2 separate regions of the Zea mays genome follow, and region 2 is linked to region 1. A link is a contact called in public Hi-C data. All regions are on one chromosome and are shown on one strand. The core of a region is the stretch at or near the end of the contact, and the rest is flanking DNA. Distances in the headings are between cores, read along the strand shown. Region 1 overlaps LOC100193119. Region 2 holds the start of LOC118476879.

Evidence for each region. Hi-C and Micro-C count contacts between places; a contact is called where the count stands out from the background.
Region 2: a Hi-C map of tassel shows a contact between it and region 1, with 4 times the contacts expected there. The contact joins the promoter of LOC118476879 here to the enhancer-like site in region 1. A contact is called at or near these places in 4 of 25 Hi-C or Micro-C datasets (ear, leaf and tassel).

The regions. Positions count from the first base shown.
Region 1 is chr4:13,673,470-13,680,922 of Zm-B73-REFERENCE-NAM-5.0, forward strand. LOC100193119 reads left to right here. Exons shown (of 18, transcript NM_001176033.1): 15 at 608-697; 16 at 889-973; 17 at 1,175-1,305; 18 at 1,744-2,393. The coding sequence ends at 1,896. Among protein-coding and RNA genes, the nearest start is that of LOC103652846, 14 kb to the right of the region's middle. Within about 2 kb of position 2,607, at least 6 of the 20 cell types and tissues checked have an H3K27ac peak or open chromatin away from gene starts, as enhancers often do. A contact at or near this core is called in tassel, where this site is marked.
Region 2 is chr4:13,837,912-13,845,497 of Zm-B73-REFERENCE-NAM-5.0, forward strand. LOC118476879 reads left to right here and starts at 4,666. Exons shown (of 2, transcript XM_035967195.1): 1 at 4,666-5,084; 2 at 5,177-5,474. The coding sequence starts at 4,680. The coding sequence ends at 5,299. IDI2 (Methylthioribose-1-phosphate isomerase) reads right to left here and starts at 3,653. Exons shown (of 9, transcript NM_001111805.2): 1 at 3,445-3,653; 2 at 3,267-3,322; 3 at 587-742; 4 at 358-457. The coding sequence starts at 3,510.

The DNA.
Region 1 (7,453 bases), core at 1,357-3,856:
AAGAAGTGCATACCAAACTTTCTTAGCAACTTATACCAGAAAACCCTGGCAAAGACACATGAGACAACCAGATGATTTATAGATTCAGCATCCTGATCACATAAGGGGCATTTGTTTGGGTGATTTAATCCTCTCTTGGCGAGTCTATCTGCTGTCCAGCATCTGTTCTGAGCAACAAGCCAAATGAAAAAAACAGCATTTTGGTGGCCAAATCGAAAATTCAAAAATGCGCTTGAGGGTGACGCCGGCTTGAAGCTTGCAACATGGCATTTGAAATTCCCAACTTGAATGAAATCCGGTTGAGCAGCATCCTTGCGAGGATGACCACTGACAATCATGTTTTTGAACGCTGATCTACAATTGGTTTCAACTGAAGCTCTATATTTTTTTGTTAAGTCATGAAGTAGTTTCCTATTTGTTAAGACTTATATTTAGCTTAGAACATTTTATTGTGCATGTGTAATTCATGGACCAAATTTTGAACGGTGCTAGATATGGAACTCCTGTCCCTACTGAGACCTCTAGCATCCTTCGTAACTATTTATTCTGTGGTTATTTACATGCAAATTTTGCTTTTACTCGGCTCATGCTTCAATTGTTTTTGCAGGGCTGGGACGATCCATATGTAACTCGTACTCATGAAGGTCTCCTGAAGTGGAAATACCCTGAGATGAATTCTGTGGACTTTCTGTTCGAGGTCTTGTGACCAGTTTCAACTATATTGTTTTAGGGCTTGTTCAGTTTCATTCGGATTGGAGGGGGATTAAATCCCTCTGCTCATTTTTGACTAGCAAGTGAATTAATCCCCTTCAATCCACTTCTAACCGAACAAGCCTCGTGAAGATACTATTTTGAAATTTGGGTTTTGTTTATGTCTGACTATTGCAGCTTACGAATGATAATCGTCAACTGGTTTTCCTTTATGAGAGAGGAAAAAAGAAACTCATGGATGGTGCCCGGATAGCATTTACTGGTAACATGCATTTCAATTTCCATGATGAGTTGATGACCGTTAATTGTGTAGTCAGCTTCTTTGTCTCTAGAGTGCTGATATAATATTCTTTAACACATTTTAAAAATATTTTGGGGTATTATATTTTAATGACATGTGTTTCTATTTTCCTGCCCTACTATTGTATTTGTTTTATATTTACTGCTGTTTAAACTTATACAGACGATGTAGATCCATCCTCTATCGCCGGGAGGATTGTTGAATGCTCCTGGAATAAGGAAGAACAGTGTTGGTCCTGTATGCGTATTAGATCTGATAAATCTACTCCAAACGACATCAACACATACCGGAAGGCTAGTTCTGACATACTTTCTGTTTTACTTTGTCTGTTAATTTTTTTTTCTTATAAGAATATTGCTGTATGTAAATCTCATCTTGATCTTTGCTGGAAAAGTTAAATGTACTCATTTGAAATGGTCTTGATGTTAGGGTAAAATCAATTTTGAAAATACAGTTGGTCTGTCACATTGGATCATAGTATTCTTTTTGCATGGCTAGCTCACCTTGTGAGTTGCGTTTTATGCCTGTATCTTTTAGGATCCTGCTTTCTAAGATGATCACTTCAGCAATTCTCAAAGTGTCCGTTAAAACAGCCTTGTTCTTCTGTTCACTGCTGAGCATCCTTGTTTTGTTGGTGGTTGGGCATCATATTTTGTCCACTTGGAAACAAGTACTCCATATTTGGGTGGGGATACTGCAATATTTTTACAGTTTATTTGCATGGTCTGCAGGTGATGAGGAGTATCACAGATAACATTACCGAGGAAAAGCTTCTCGAAGAGATTGATGAGATAAGTCTTCTCCCGATGTATGCTGATAGGATGCAGCAGGCTCATACAAAGATGGCACAACAACAGCGGCGGAGATTGCCACCACAGTGCTAGCCAGTGCTGGGGCGCTCTCCTACCGCCCTAGCCAGCTGCTGGCTTCCGTAGCTGTGTAATTAGTAGAGGTTTCAGTAGCCCCATATGATGATGGCTGGCTGGGTCTGGCCTGCCAACTAATTCTTTGCACCTCATTTGTGTCTTCTCCCTGCCCTCCCACCCACCTGTATAGGCGTCGCCGCAGAGTAGTTTCCCTGTAAATTGTGTACTCTATGTTCTCCCATATTCTCCCCTATGGTTTTATTTTTCATGGGTGTAGAATAGCGTTTAACAAGAGGGTGGTGTTCTAGGTACATTAGTGTACGCGTTACTATCTCTCGGTGTTGCGGTTGCCTTGTGCTAGAATAAATATGGTTACCATCTGTTGCTGATGGGTCATGTGGTTCCCCCGGCGGATATCATGTGGTTGCGTGGTATGGGTTATTTTCGTCTTCTGTTTTGTTCGCACCTGATCCGATCCGATCTTTTGTTCAATGAAGAAGAAAAAAATTATTGGTAAAACCTACGTGTTTATGGTACGACCATTTGGTATATTGCTGTTTCGTTCACATAGTTAGACAATGTAATGCGTGCTCCATGATTTTCCTCCGAAGCATCCGTTGCTTTGAGGCGATTGTTCATAGCCATTTTTTTAAATAGGGGTGGAAACGAGCTGAGCCGAGCTGAGCTCGGCTCGCTCACGTAACGAGCCGAACTCGGCTTGGCTCGCCCATCTGGCGAGCTCGGAAAACTGGCTCGACTCGGCTCGCTTCGGGCTCGCGAGCTGGCTCGCCGAGCCAAGCCTCTCTAAATTATAATATAAAATCTTAAAAATATTTTAAATAACATATTTTAAATTAGTAAAATAGATATATCACTAATATAATATAGAAAATAGATTATTTTTGTATAGTAATCTCAAATAACATAAATTATTGTCTACTCGGTACTAATATTATATGTTAACTAAGATTTTATGTAACAAATTTTTGTTGGGTGGAGTCATGAGTCAGCTCGCGAGCTGCACCGAGCCGAGCTGACTCGCTCTTTTCACGAGCCATAAAAACAGGCTCGGCTCGAGCTCGTTCTAAGCATCGAGCCAGTCCGAGCCGAGTCGAGCTACTGCGAGCTGCCAGCTCGTCGAGCTCGAGCTTTTTTTTCAGCCCTAATTTTTTATAACTGTTCATGGCAAATTGAGTGCTTTGAACGGGTATAGGTCTCTTCAAATAGACACCTAGATCTCTTTAAATAGGCATCTATTCAAGATGTCTTTAAACAGACTTCTTTTAAATATGCATTTTTATGATCTTTGTAAGACGTCTTTTCGTATAGATATCTTTTCAAGATTGTTTCTTTAAATAGACACTTTATTGCGTGTGGATTCTTATGGATTTAAGATATCGTTAAATAAATTTCTTTTTAAGAGACGAACATATCATGTGTAAACTAATTGCTTGGTGCAAACGATTTTTTCACCTCCCTTGATATATTTTTAAATGTATCTTCTCACTTGTACCAATATATTGATTTGCACAAGTCTTAGAGCATTTTCAACTGTTAGGTAAAAAAGTTACTAAATCTTAGTTTAAGAAGTTATTAGAAAAAACAGGTATCTAATAGTATCCTAAACGATGCTGCTAAATTTAAGAAGTTACTATTTTATCCTTTCTTGTCCGCCATATTTGGCAACCTCAGAGGGACCCACAAAACACTTTTTCATGCGAAATTAGTGTTCTATGCCTTCTGTTTTTATTCCCTTTTATTTTTTTATTAATAAACTCTGGGCTACTATGTGGAAATTTTTTTTGCTGCATGTTAGACATTTTTATTTCTCTAGTTTGGAATTTAAGTCATATTTAGAATCGATTAATCATAGAGATTTGTGTCTGTTTTGTATGTAGATTTTTCTGCATACAGATTTAAGAACCATTGCAAGAACAATATCATGATTGACGAAAAGAACATAAAACTTTCTAGAACGTGAGAGGGAAAGGAGTTTCTAGCTGATATAATTTGAAAAATTTGGCAGCTAAAAATAGAGAACTACCGAAGAACACATTTTTTACTCCCTACTATCATTTAGCAACTACTCACATCTGTATTTAGTGAGCTTTTTTCCCCAAAACTACTGTAGATGCTCTCGGTAGCACAAGCGTTAACTCACTAATCACTCAAATCAATAGAATGCGAGCAGCTTATGACTTATGAGGCTTTGGAGTTGTAGGAGTTATTGCACTTGATGATATCGCTTTGGTGCAGTGTGTCATGCTCCAATTTTTTCAAAGCTAACCTGTTCACTATAATTCACATTGGATGGTTCGGTGTACCACCGGATCGTACGATGAGTCCCCGGTGCACTAGCTCGATTTTGACTGAGTCTGAGTCCTTGGATCGTACAGTCCGGTGAGCCTCCAGTATTAATGTCCAGCTGCCCAAATTTCTATGTTTTATCCAATTCTTCTCCAAATCTTTTTGACAATTTTCGAGGATGTTCCTTTGACTTAGAGAAACATATTGAGAGCACCTAGAGGGGGGGGGGGGGTGAATAGGTGATCCTGTACAAACTTAAAACTTAAGCCACAAAACTTGGTTAAGTGTTAGCACAATAATCACCAAGTGGCTAGAGAGAAGTCTTAGCAAAACACAATAACCACAAGAGAACAATCACAGAGATGACATAGTGGTTTATCCCGTGGTTCGGTCAAGACCAACGCTTGCCTACTCCACGTTGTGGCGTCCCAACGGACGAGGGTTGCAATCAACCCCTCTCAAGCGGTCCAAAGACCCACTTGAATACCACGGTGTTTTGCTTGCTTTACTATATCCCGTTTGCGAGGAATCTCCACACTTTGGAGCCTCTCGCCCTTACACTTAGATGATCACAAAGAAACACAGAGTAAGGAATGGATGAGCAACGCACACAAGACTCAAAAATCAGAGCAACAACACACACACAAGTCGCAACAAGAGCTCGCAACACAACCCAATGAGTTTACAACTCAACTAGAGCTCTAGATGCTATCACAAAGAAACAAATGCGTGGAATTGAAGTCTCGGTGCTTAGGATTGCTTTTGAGTATGCTTGGTGTTCTCCTCCATGCGCCTAGGGGTCCCTTTTATAGCCCCAAGGCAGCTAGGAGCCGTTGAGAGCAATCTAGGAAGACAATCCTTGCCTTCTGTCGTCTGGCGCACCGGACAGTCCGGTGCACACCGGACACTGTCCGGTGCACACCGGACACTGTCCGGTGCCCGATTTCTTTCCTTAACTGGCGCAGTCGACCGTTGGCAGCCAGAGAGCCGTTGGCGCACCGGACAGTCCGGTGCCCCCTTCTAGCCGTTGGCTTGGCCACGTGTCCCGCGCAGATCGCGCGGCCGACCGTTGGCCCGGCCGACCGTTGGCTCACCGGACAGTCCGGTGCACACCGGACAGTCCGGTGAATTATAGCCGTACGTCGCCGGTGAATTCCCGAGAGCGACCAGTTCGCTCGAGCCAGCCTGGCGCACCGGACGCTGTCCGGTGCACCACCGGACAGTCCGGTGCTCCCAGACTGAGCAGACTTTGTCTGAACAAAGCCATCTCATTTCCAATTCGATTTTTCCTGTTTCCAACACTTAGACACAATACATTAGTCTCTAAAACAATGTACTAAGTCTGAGAAACATACCTTTATCCTTGATTTGTACTTTGTTCACCATTTTACACTTAGGCACTTGTGTTAGACACTAAATCACCAAAATACTTAGAAATGGCCCAAGGGCACATTTCCCTTTCAATCTCCCCCTTTTTGGTGATTTATGCCAACACAATATAAAGCAGGTAGAACAAATACAAAATCACTTCAAATAAGAACTCAAATTGTTTTGATTCAAATTTGACATATATGGATCACTCTTTGCCACCACTTGGTTTGTTTTTGCGAATCAAACTCAAATTTCTATCTCTAAGTCAAACACACATGTTAAGACATAAAGAGAGTCATTCCAAGAGAAATTGATTCAAGATTTCAAAAACTCCCCTTTTTCCCATAATCACCTTTCTTCCCACAAGAAGCCAACTTTTGACAAGAGAGACAATAAAAGAGTTTTGACAAACCAAAAGCTCTATTCTATTATTTTTAAAATCTCTCAAGTGGTAGCTGATCCATTTATCGCTTTGGCCTTTATTTTCTCCCCCTTTGGCATCAAGCACCAAACCGGGATTAATCTTGGCCCCAGAACCCCATTGCCTCACCAAAATCTTCAATAAGAATACAAAGGCAATAAGAGTATATGAGATGAACTTGGAATAAGTTACCCTCTCATCGGAGTGCAGTGGAAGTCTTTCATGGTCCAAGTCCACCTTTTCCCTTTCAAACCTCCTTTGAGACTAAAACAAGCAAACTCAAGCACATGGTTAGTCTCAAAGGGTCAAGTTGTAACACATCTCCCCCTAAATATGTGCATCACTTTGCAACGGACTTGTGAGGTCCAGGGAGTGTTTGTACAACTTGAGCACCATAACTAAGCAACAAAATGCATAGGGAACATGATCAAAGGCATAAACACATGTATGCTATAAATCAATCCAGGTTCCGCGAATCTAAGACATTTAGCTCACTACGCAACCTGCAAAAGGTCTTCTCATCTAGAGGCTTGGTAAAGATATCGGCTAGCTGGTTCTCGGTGCTAACATGAAACACTTCGATATCTCCCTTTTGCTGGTGGTCTCTCAAAAAGTGATGCCGGATGTCTATGTGCTTTGTGCGGCTGTGTTCAACAGGATTTTCCGCCATGCGGATGGCACTCTCATTATCACATAGGAGTGGGACTTTGCTCAGATTGTAGCCAAAGTCCCTGAGGGTTTGCCTCATCCAAAGTAGTTGTGCGCAACACTTTCCTGCGGCAACATACTCGGCCTCAGTGGTGGATAGGGCAACGGAGGTTTGTTTCTTAGAATTCCATGACACCAGGGACCTTCCTAAGAATTGGCACGTCCCCGATGTACTCTTCCTATCGACCTTACATCCAGCATAGTCGGAATCTGAATATCCAATTAGGTCAAAGGTAGACCCCTTTGGATACCAGAGCCCGAAGCAAGGCGTAGCAACTAAATATCTAAGGATTCGCTTCACTGCCACTAAGTGACACTCCTTAGGATCGGATTGAAATCTAGCACACATGCATACGCTAAGCATAATATCCGGTCTACTAGCACATAAGTAAAGTAATGACCCTATCATTGACCGGTATGCCTTTTGATCAACGGACTTACCTCCTTTGTTGAGGTCGGTGTGTCCGTCGGTTCCCATCGGAGTCTTTGCGGGCTTGGCGTCCTTCATCCCAAACCGCTTCAGCAAGTCTTGCGTGTACTTCGTTTGAGAGATGAAGGTGCCATCCTTGAGTTGCTTCACTTGGAACCCAAGGAAGTAGTTCAACTCGCCCATCATCGACATCTCGAATTTCTGCGTCATCACCCCGCTAAACTCTTCACAAGACTTTTTATTAGTAGAACCAAATATTATGTCATCGACATAAATTTGGCACACAAAAAGATCACCGTCACAAGTCTTAGTGAAAAGAGTTGGATCGGCTTTCCCAA
Region 2 (7,586 bases), core at 3,416-5,915, 170 kb after region 1:
ATAGATGCACAGTGTATGTGTATCAATATTCGAACCAAACTTCAGAAGAACGAATAATATGAGGTTTACTCTACGGTTTAGTGTAAAAGCTTGAGGCCTTGAGGGACAATTTGAAGTGCGGCGGCTGCAAAAAGTGTTAATTCAACAGAAGTAATTTCTGGTTTCATGTTGGTATCATCTCAATCAGTCACTTCATCAGGTTGGTTAATTCCATATTTATATTCAGAAAATCAATGTTGCAGGACACATTATATACGAATGTAAATTCACACAGACATAGTTTATTCATAATTATTCTGTATCCTTTTGTTTTTAATTGAAAGCAGAGAATGTTTTTTGGGGGGTCAAGGTTAGCACCTGAAAGATAGACTTGGAATCTTTTGCAGTTTCAGCTGCCTTTGATACCAAAGTTTGGAGCTTTGTTGCAGCATCAGATAGGTTCACTGCAGTTGGTCGGCTGATGCAGAAACAAATAATTAGGTTACATATGCATGACTACAAATATACTACTCATCAAAATGATAACATGAACAGATACCAAACTTATTGTACGCATAAATAAAAAAAATAGTTGAACTTTGCTTACCTGGATACAAGGTATTCCAATTTCTTTGAAACAAAAGAAGCTGCTTCTTCAGGCGTACCAATAAAATCTAAATCAGAAACTTCAACGGCTAATGCTAGTGCCGCTGCTATGGCTATTGCTGGAGCACCACGGACAACCATGTCTCTTATTGCATTCCTGGGTAATATTTAGGGGTCAGTATAAAACAAGCATTATCCAGTGGTATTTATAACTAGTTACATTTCAATGGTTGCAGTAGGCCTATCACCATGGGAGCATATAACACAATTGCTGGAAATTATGTGATTGTTTTTTCTTCTCTAGTGTGATCAAGGTCAATCCAGAATACCGAAATTTCTACTGATCACAGATTCAATATGAATATATGATAGCCTTGTACACCTCTATTGATGAAATTACCAAAAAAAAAATGCCACTGTTTTACTTGAACACAAAAGTAAGCCACTGTGATAACCACAAAGCAGCAAAATCTGCTTTAGATTTAAGCAACACGAAGAAAATTAACAGTTATCACAAGCCCCACCAAATCAATTAGAAATGTATACAAATCAATTGAACAAAAGAAGTAACAGTTTAAAACAAACAAATAAAAAGGATCCTGTCCTACTTGATCTTTAGAGTTCCAATAACTGCTAAAATTAAAGCCTGCATAACATAAACTATTTACAGGTCTGAGAGGTTGTTTTGAGGTTGTGAAGAGGATATGCTCTGTATGCTGCAAACTGTAAGCTGGTGTCCCCAGCTAACTCTTGTTTGTGCTTTCAATTAGGTAGGACCAAGGTCTTCGGTATAAAAAAACCATCTACATGTATGATAAAAACATCTAGAGGGAAGAAGGCCTTCTGCCTCTGCTGTGATGGTGGAGAAGGACAGGAAACTCGCCACTCCGTACCCTATCATACCATAGGGGAAACTATGGTGCATGGCACCTGCATACAAGGACGCATCCTGGTGCTCCAGGGACGACATGCGGGTGAAGAGACTGGCAAGCTACGTAGCAATGTCCGCTAGGGCTTTCACGATGGCGTCAACAGCCGATGGTGGTGGAATCAGTGTCTGCTTCTCAGTCATTGTCACCACAACTCCAATACTAGATTGATAGGATTTGGGATCCTACTGTGGCTGTGTAGCTTGTATAGGCAGGAGATCGATGGTCGGGACGTGTACCCCTAACGGCAGACAGGAGCCATGGTCACACACAGGGAGCAGACGAGCAAGAGAGAGACGTGAGAAATGACCCTTGAGACCAGACAAGATAATTACCTTGCTTAATTAGTTTGATGCATCCCCTCTCCTTATATAGAGAGGCTTACTTGACCCTGATCCTTATTTTTATAAATACCTCCTAACAAGAATAAATGATAATCCTATGCAAAGTATCTAAGGCACTTCGCCCCTAACTGCCCATGTGACCTAACCATTAGCGTGGTTCAGACGTCTATAGGTGACGTTGGTCATAACACATGTACTAAGGCTATGGCCAGCAAATCGTGCAAAACACGGTTTTGCATGTAAACTGCACTATTTACAGAGTGGAGTTTGAAATGAGTGATGTGGATGAGTAAGCTGCTGGAGATAGTCTAAGATGTCTAGTTCAACTGGTGCTCTTGTTCTTACTATTTTGGGGACAATTGTTTTTGGAATACCCCACGTAGCTGCCACTAGGTTTAGTTATCACAATTTATTACAACACCAAACATGTGCAGATATTCTTTTGAGTAGAGAAGAACCCCAAAACCCCCATCTTCCCTCCTCTCATGCCCTACCCTTTTCCCTTCCACTCGTCAAATAACTAAAAGTTCACGGGAGCCACAACATACCTACAAAGATGTTCGGCTCTTCACGGGGCGGACAATAAGTTTGGTGGGAGTGCCCTGGATTTTACCACAATGCGCGTGGTCCGGAGCGACCGCACGAGCTCCGGCGAACAGGGAGAGCATCGCCGAGCGTGAGTATCCTTTGGCACAACCTATATGGAAACCACGACAGTTGTCTTGGGCTTTGACGAGGCAAACACGACATCCCCATGCCATGCCAGCCTCCTGCTCCACCAGAAGCGCGAAGACGCTGAGATAAAGCGCCGAGCGCCAGAAGTCCACCTCCCATATCATCTGCAAGCTGCAGCCTGCGGCATTGATGTCGCCATTCGGCCTGCTCGTGGACTCACAAGATGCCGCTGTGGCTAGCTAGACGCCGGGCTGCGGACGCTAGGCCATAGCGGCTGACGAGCAGTGGCGGTGTCAGACGCCTGGGATTGGAGCGGCGACGCTCGCGGCGCAACGCTCAAAACGACGGCCCAGTGGGCCGAGCCGTCCAGAGAGAGCCAGGTGATCGAGGGAGAAATTAAACGGGCCTTTTTCTTTGATCCGTTGGGCTACCTTGTATTGGGATCTGGGCCTACTCATCGACACACGGCACAGCCTTCACCTTTCTGGTCCAGTCCTCCCTCCTCTGTCGGCAGCTCGACAACGCCGCCTAGGCTGCCGCCGCAGCCACCGGTGGCTGGGGAAAAGAGAGGGGTGGGGTGGGGTGGGGCAGTGGCCCGTGGGTTCTCTGCTCCGGCGATAGTTGAGGCAGCTGCCCCACGCTGGCACGCTATCGTAGGAGGAGCTCCGCCTCCACGCACGCATGACAGTCAAGGACGAAGAGATGAATCGAGAAGAGAGAATCTCCGTCTCACCAGCCATCGGCGGAACTCTTGACGTCGATGTACTCCATCTCGAGCGGCAGCTTCCTCTGCGTCGAATTGAAACTAACTCAGAGTGAAAACCCCATCAAGAACTCCTATTTTCTTGGAATCAAACCCACAAAAACAACACATACCCACTTCACACCACAAGGGAAAGGAAAAGGCGCACCTGATCGAGGAGGCGGAGCGACCCACGGCTGTAAACGATGGACTGCAGCGCGTCGGATGCCGCCATTCTGGGCTGGCTTCTGGGAAGAGAACCGCCTGGATCGGGGGAAGGAAAAGTATAGGTTCGCGGGGATTTCAGGTGGCAGTGGGCAGTGGCACAGAGGGGGTTCGTAATAAGTGAGGTGCGCTGTGGCTTTGTTCGTTTGCCTCGGGATGGACGTGGCTAGGCTGGGCGAAGAAGAATGTCCCGCCACTTTGCGTTAAGGCCCTCGGTCAAATTTTATTTGCGCGTGCTCAGGGGAAGTTGACGGAACTGAACAGGGTCGGTGTGAGTGTGACGTGTTGCATGATAAATTTGCTAGAACGAATAAAAATCGAATTCCTTTTTTTTCAAAATGATGGAATTTCTTTGTACAGGAGAAACATGGAGTTTGGAATGTTTTAGAGGAAAATAAATATATATACATCATGCAACGGAAACATCATACGAATTAGTATCTCCATTTATTATTTAAAGCTGAACAGTACAAATTTACAATTACAAACATCAAATAAGAAAATTAAAGAGAGTATAAAGTAGTCTGTAGATGACGTGCAAACGGAGGCGGTAGGGAAGAGCAGGTTGTTTGACTTTCTACGAGATCATAGTTAATAGAAATGGCTTCGAGTTTGTGAATGAAGGGAAAATTCATGCCGTGCAAACAGAGGCGGCAGCATGAGTCATGCTATTCCACGCGTTCAATATGTGAGTATTTAGATGGCCGATGTGCAAAATGCGAACGGATCCAAAAGGTAGTGGAGAGAGGAATCTTTCTTTGATCACTTGAGCCATCACAGTGAAGAAATCGGCTTGCATTTGTTTATCTGCCCTGCATAAGTGAGCACGTGAAATCTCTTAGGCCCCGTTATCCTTGGAATTAAATTTTATTTTAATAATTATAATTTAGACCAAACTAATTAAGTTTATATATATATGTAATATATTTCTATATTATTCTAAATTATATGAGAGGGATAATTATATATTACATTTATGTTATAACGAAGTAAGTAAAAGAGTGTAAGTTGTGTATCGGAAAAATAGCATGTAAATCTATAGAATCAATCTTCATCTCTCACATCATGAATTTGAGATAGGCTTATATGATAACTTTGAAAAATAGTGGAATATCATATTCTAAAAAAATAGTCTATTCCATTAGTAAGATTCCAATTCCTTAAAATGAAAAGAAACAAATGGGATCTTATATCTCTTATATATACGAATCATGGGTTTGTTTCCTGCCCGTCATCGCGCCTCGTCACCAACAAATCTCGGTCATCGGAGCCTCGGCGATTAGCAAAAAAAGGCCTTGTGTTTCATCGAAATTGAACCCGACATCCAGGCGGCTCATTTACTTCATCCTTATCACCTCCGGTCTCCCTCCCTCCCACGGCCAGCGCCCCAGCTACCTCCCCTTCGGTTCTCGCCAGCCTCCACCTCTTCCAGTCTTCCTCCTCGCCTCTGGGTCCCGACGCCTTCCGCCGTCGACCAGAGCAGCACGCCTCTGCCTCGCCACCGTCGGGTCCCGCTGTCTCCAGCCACCGCCGCTCCACCTCCGCCACCTCATCACCGGGTCCCGTCGCCATCTGGTCACTGATGTGGGTTGTCCTACACCGCCCGGACATGCCCTTCTCCATTCTCCCTCCACCTCCGTCTGTTGACTGTCACCTCCATTCGCCTCAAGGTGCAGCGGCGTGGCGAGGAAGCGCGGGAGGAGTCGGTACGGCGGACGTGGAGGGCGCGGTCGCCTGGTCCGCAACAACCTGCATCCCGGGAGGCCACGAGAGAAGATAAGGTGAGGGAGAAGAAGTGAAATCCGGTCGTCATGCTGTTAGCCACGCCGTCGCATAGGGAGTGATCGATCGCAGTCGGAGTCGCAAGGAAGGGGAAAGGAGCAGCAGAGAGAAGATAAACGCGATACTGATAGTGTATTCGGTTATTCCATAAGCCTTACTATTCCTAGGGATGCCTATATCATTTTCGCGTAAGATGCTCAACCCATCATCTATTACACAGCCCACTCGGATCATCAAGCGGACGATGACATGCCTCACTCTGCGTCGTCAGTCTTCGTTCTTCTGATGGCTCTTGTCGTCGTCCAGCCCTTGCTGACTTTGCTCGATGCTGCAGTATCCCCTGGTTTCTCCTGTGTCATGGAGCTAACACCATTTTCGTCCCTTAGGTCCTAACATTCCCACCTTCTTAAGCGTCAGCTTGCCCCCCAGGCCGATGGAGAATTGTTGGTACCATCATGATTATACTCCATGGAATGTGCAAGTTCGTAATGCTGAATAGCAGTCCGCTATGAGCCCACAGGATTATTTCTTGTGATACTACTAATTTCTATCTCTACTATCCATTACGCTAAGGTAGTGTTTGGTTGAGGAGCCAAGTAGAACGGAGTCGTTCCATCCCTGATTCTAGGAACGGAGCCGCTCTGTTCTGTGTTTGGTAATCTGGAACGGAGCGGTTCTGTTTTTTGTTTGGTTGCAAAGTGAACGGAACGGAGCGTGACTGTGAGAGCGGGATTGGAACGAAGCGGCTCCGTTCCATTGATTTTTTGGAGCGGAATGGTTCCGGATCTGAGGAGAATATTCCCTAATTGGAGTCATTCCGTTCTAGTTACTTTGTAACCAAACAACAACAAAACTGGGACAGAACGGTTCCGTTCTACTTGGCTCTTCAACCAAACACTACCTAATAGTATAGACCACGCTACCGTGCCCCCGCCTCCCACTTCGTCTGTGCCCCTGCCTTCCCTCCCTCCTCGCGAACCCAGCTCGGAGCCTCATCTGGGACCACGTGTTGTGCACTCGTGCCCCCACCTCCCCCTCCGTGCACGCTAACAAACCCCCGCAATTGTCATGCCCTTGCCTCTCCCATCTGGGTCGTGCCCCTACCTTCCCTCCCTGTTCGCAACCCCGGTGGCCAGATCCACGTCCTCGTGGACACCGTCGGTGGAGAAGCTCTTGTGCCCCCCCATAGACCCTTCGCCCGGTGTCGCGGCGCCTAGATCCCATGCCCCACCCCACACCCTCAGTGATGATGACGAGCACACCGCACCCCCCCCCACCCCGGTGCGCACATAGAATGTCGATGGAGAAGCTCCCCCCCCCCCCCGATGCCCCACGAGAAGACAAGAACGTTGGCGTCTCGCCGCCGCCCCCAGCCCGATGCACAGATCAGCCACTGGTGGAGAAGTTCCCATCGGCGTCCCACGAGAGGACGAGATCGGTTGTCGGTGGAGATCGGTCGTCGGCCCTACTGTAACACCCTGAATTTGGGGTATAAAATTTCTTTCTTATTATCATCCAAATTCAGGTGTTACTCTTCTCTATCTCACTCTAGTTTCTACCTCTCTCTAGTTTTTCTCTCTCTCTTTCTCTTTTGGTTAGGGTTAGCTTAATTAGTGAGGGATTATTTATTTTATTTTTTGACAAAACATATGAGTCATGAAATGTTGCATCATGTTGAACCCCAAATATTCTTTGAATTGTTGCACATGTTTGATTTGGTTTGAATTTGAAACTTGATTTGAATTTGAATTGAAAACCCTAGAGAAAATAAATAGAAAAGCAAATAGAAATTCCCTGGAAAATAGAAAAGCCAATTCAGCCCAAGTCGGCGCCAACCCGCGCGCCCTCTCTCACTCTCTCCCTCGCTGCCCAATGGGCCAGGTTTGTCGGCGTCGTCCTCTCGCACGCGCGCCTGCTTCTCTCTCTCTCCCGCCAACCGCACCTGTCAGCTCGTCCCCAACCTCTCACCCACTATCCCTCGCTGTGGACGCGCCCACGACCGCGCAATCTCCGGCCACCTCCGCACGTCCCCGCCCCTTTTGAGCCCCGCGCCCTGCTCGCCCACCTCCCTCCCCCGCTCACTTGCACCCTCAACCGAAACTTCTCGCCCTCTCTCTCGCTCTGCGCGCACGACCAGAGAGCTCCGCCACCGCCCACCGTCGACTGTCGTCCGTTCTACAACCGTCGTCGAGCTCGCGCCCCGTTTGTTGCCTCGGTGAGTTCCGCCTTGCCATCAGCTACTCGAGACACCCTCTGGTTTGCCCTTCCCCTCTCTGGTTTTCCCGGCCCACGCTCACCGGAGTG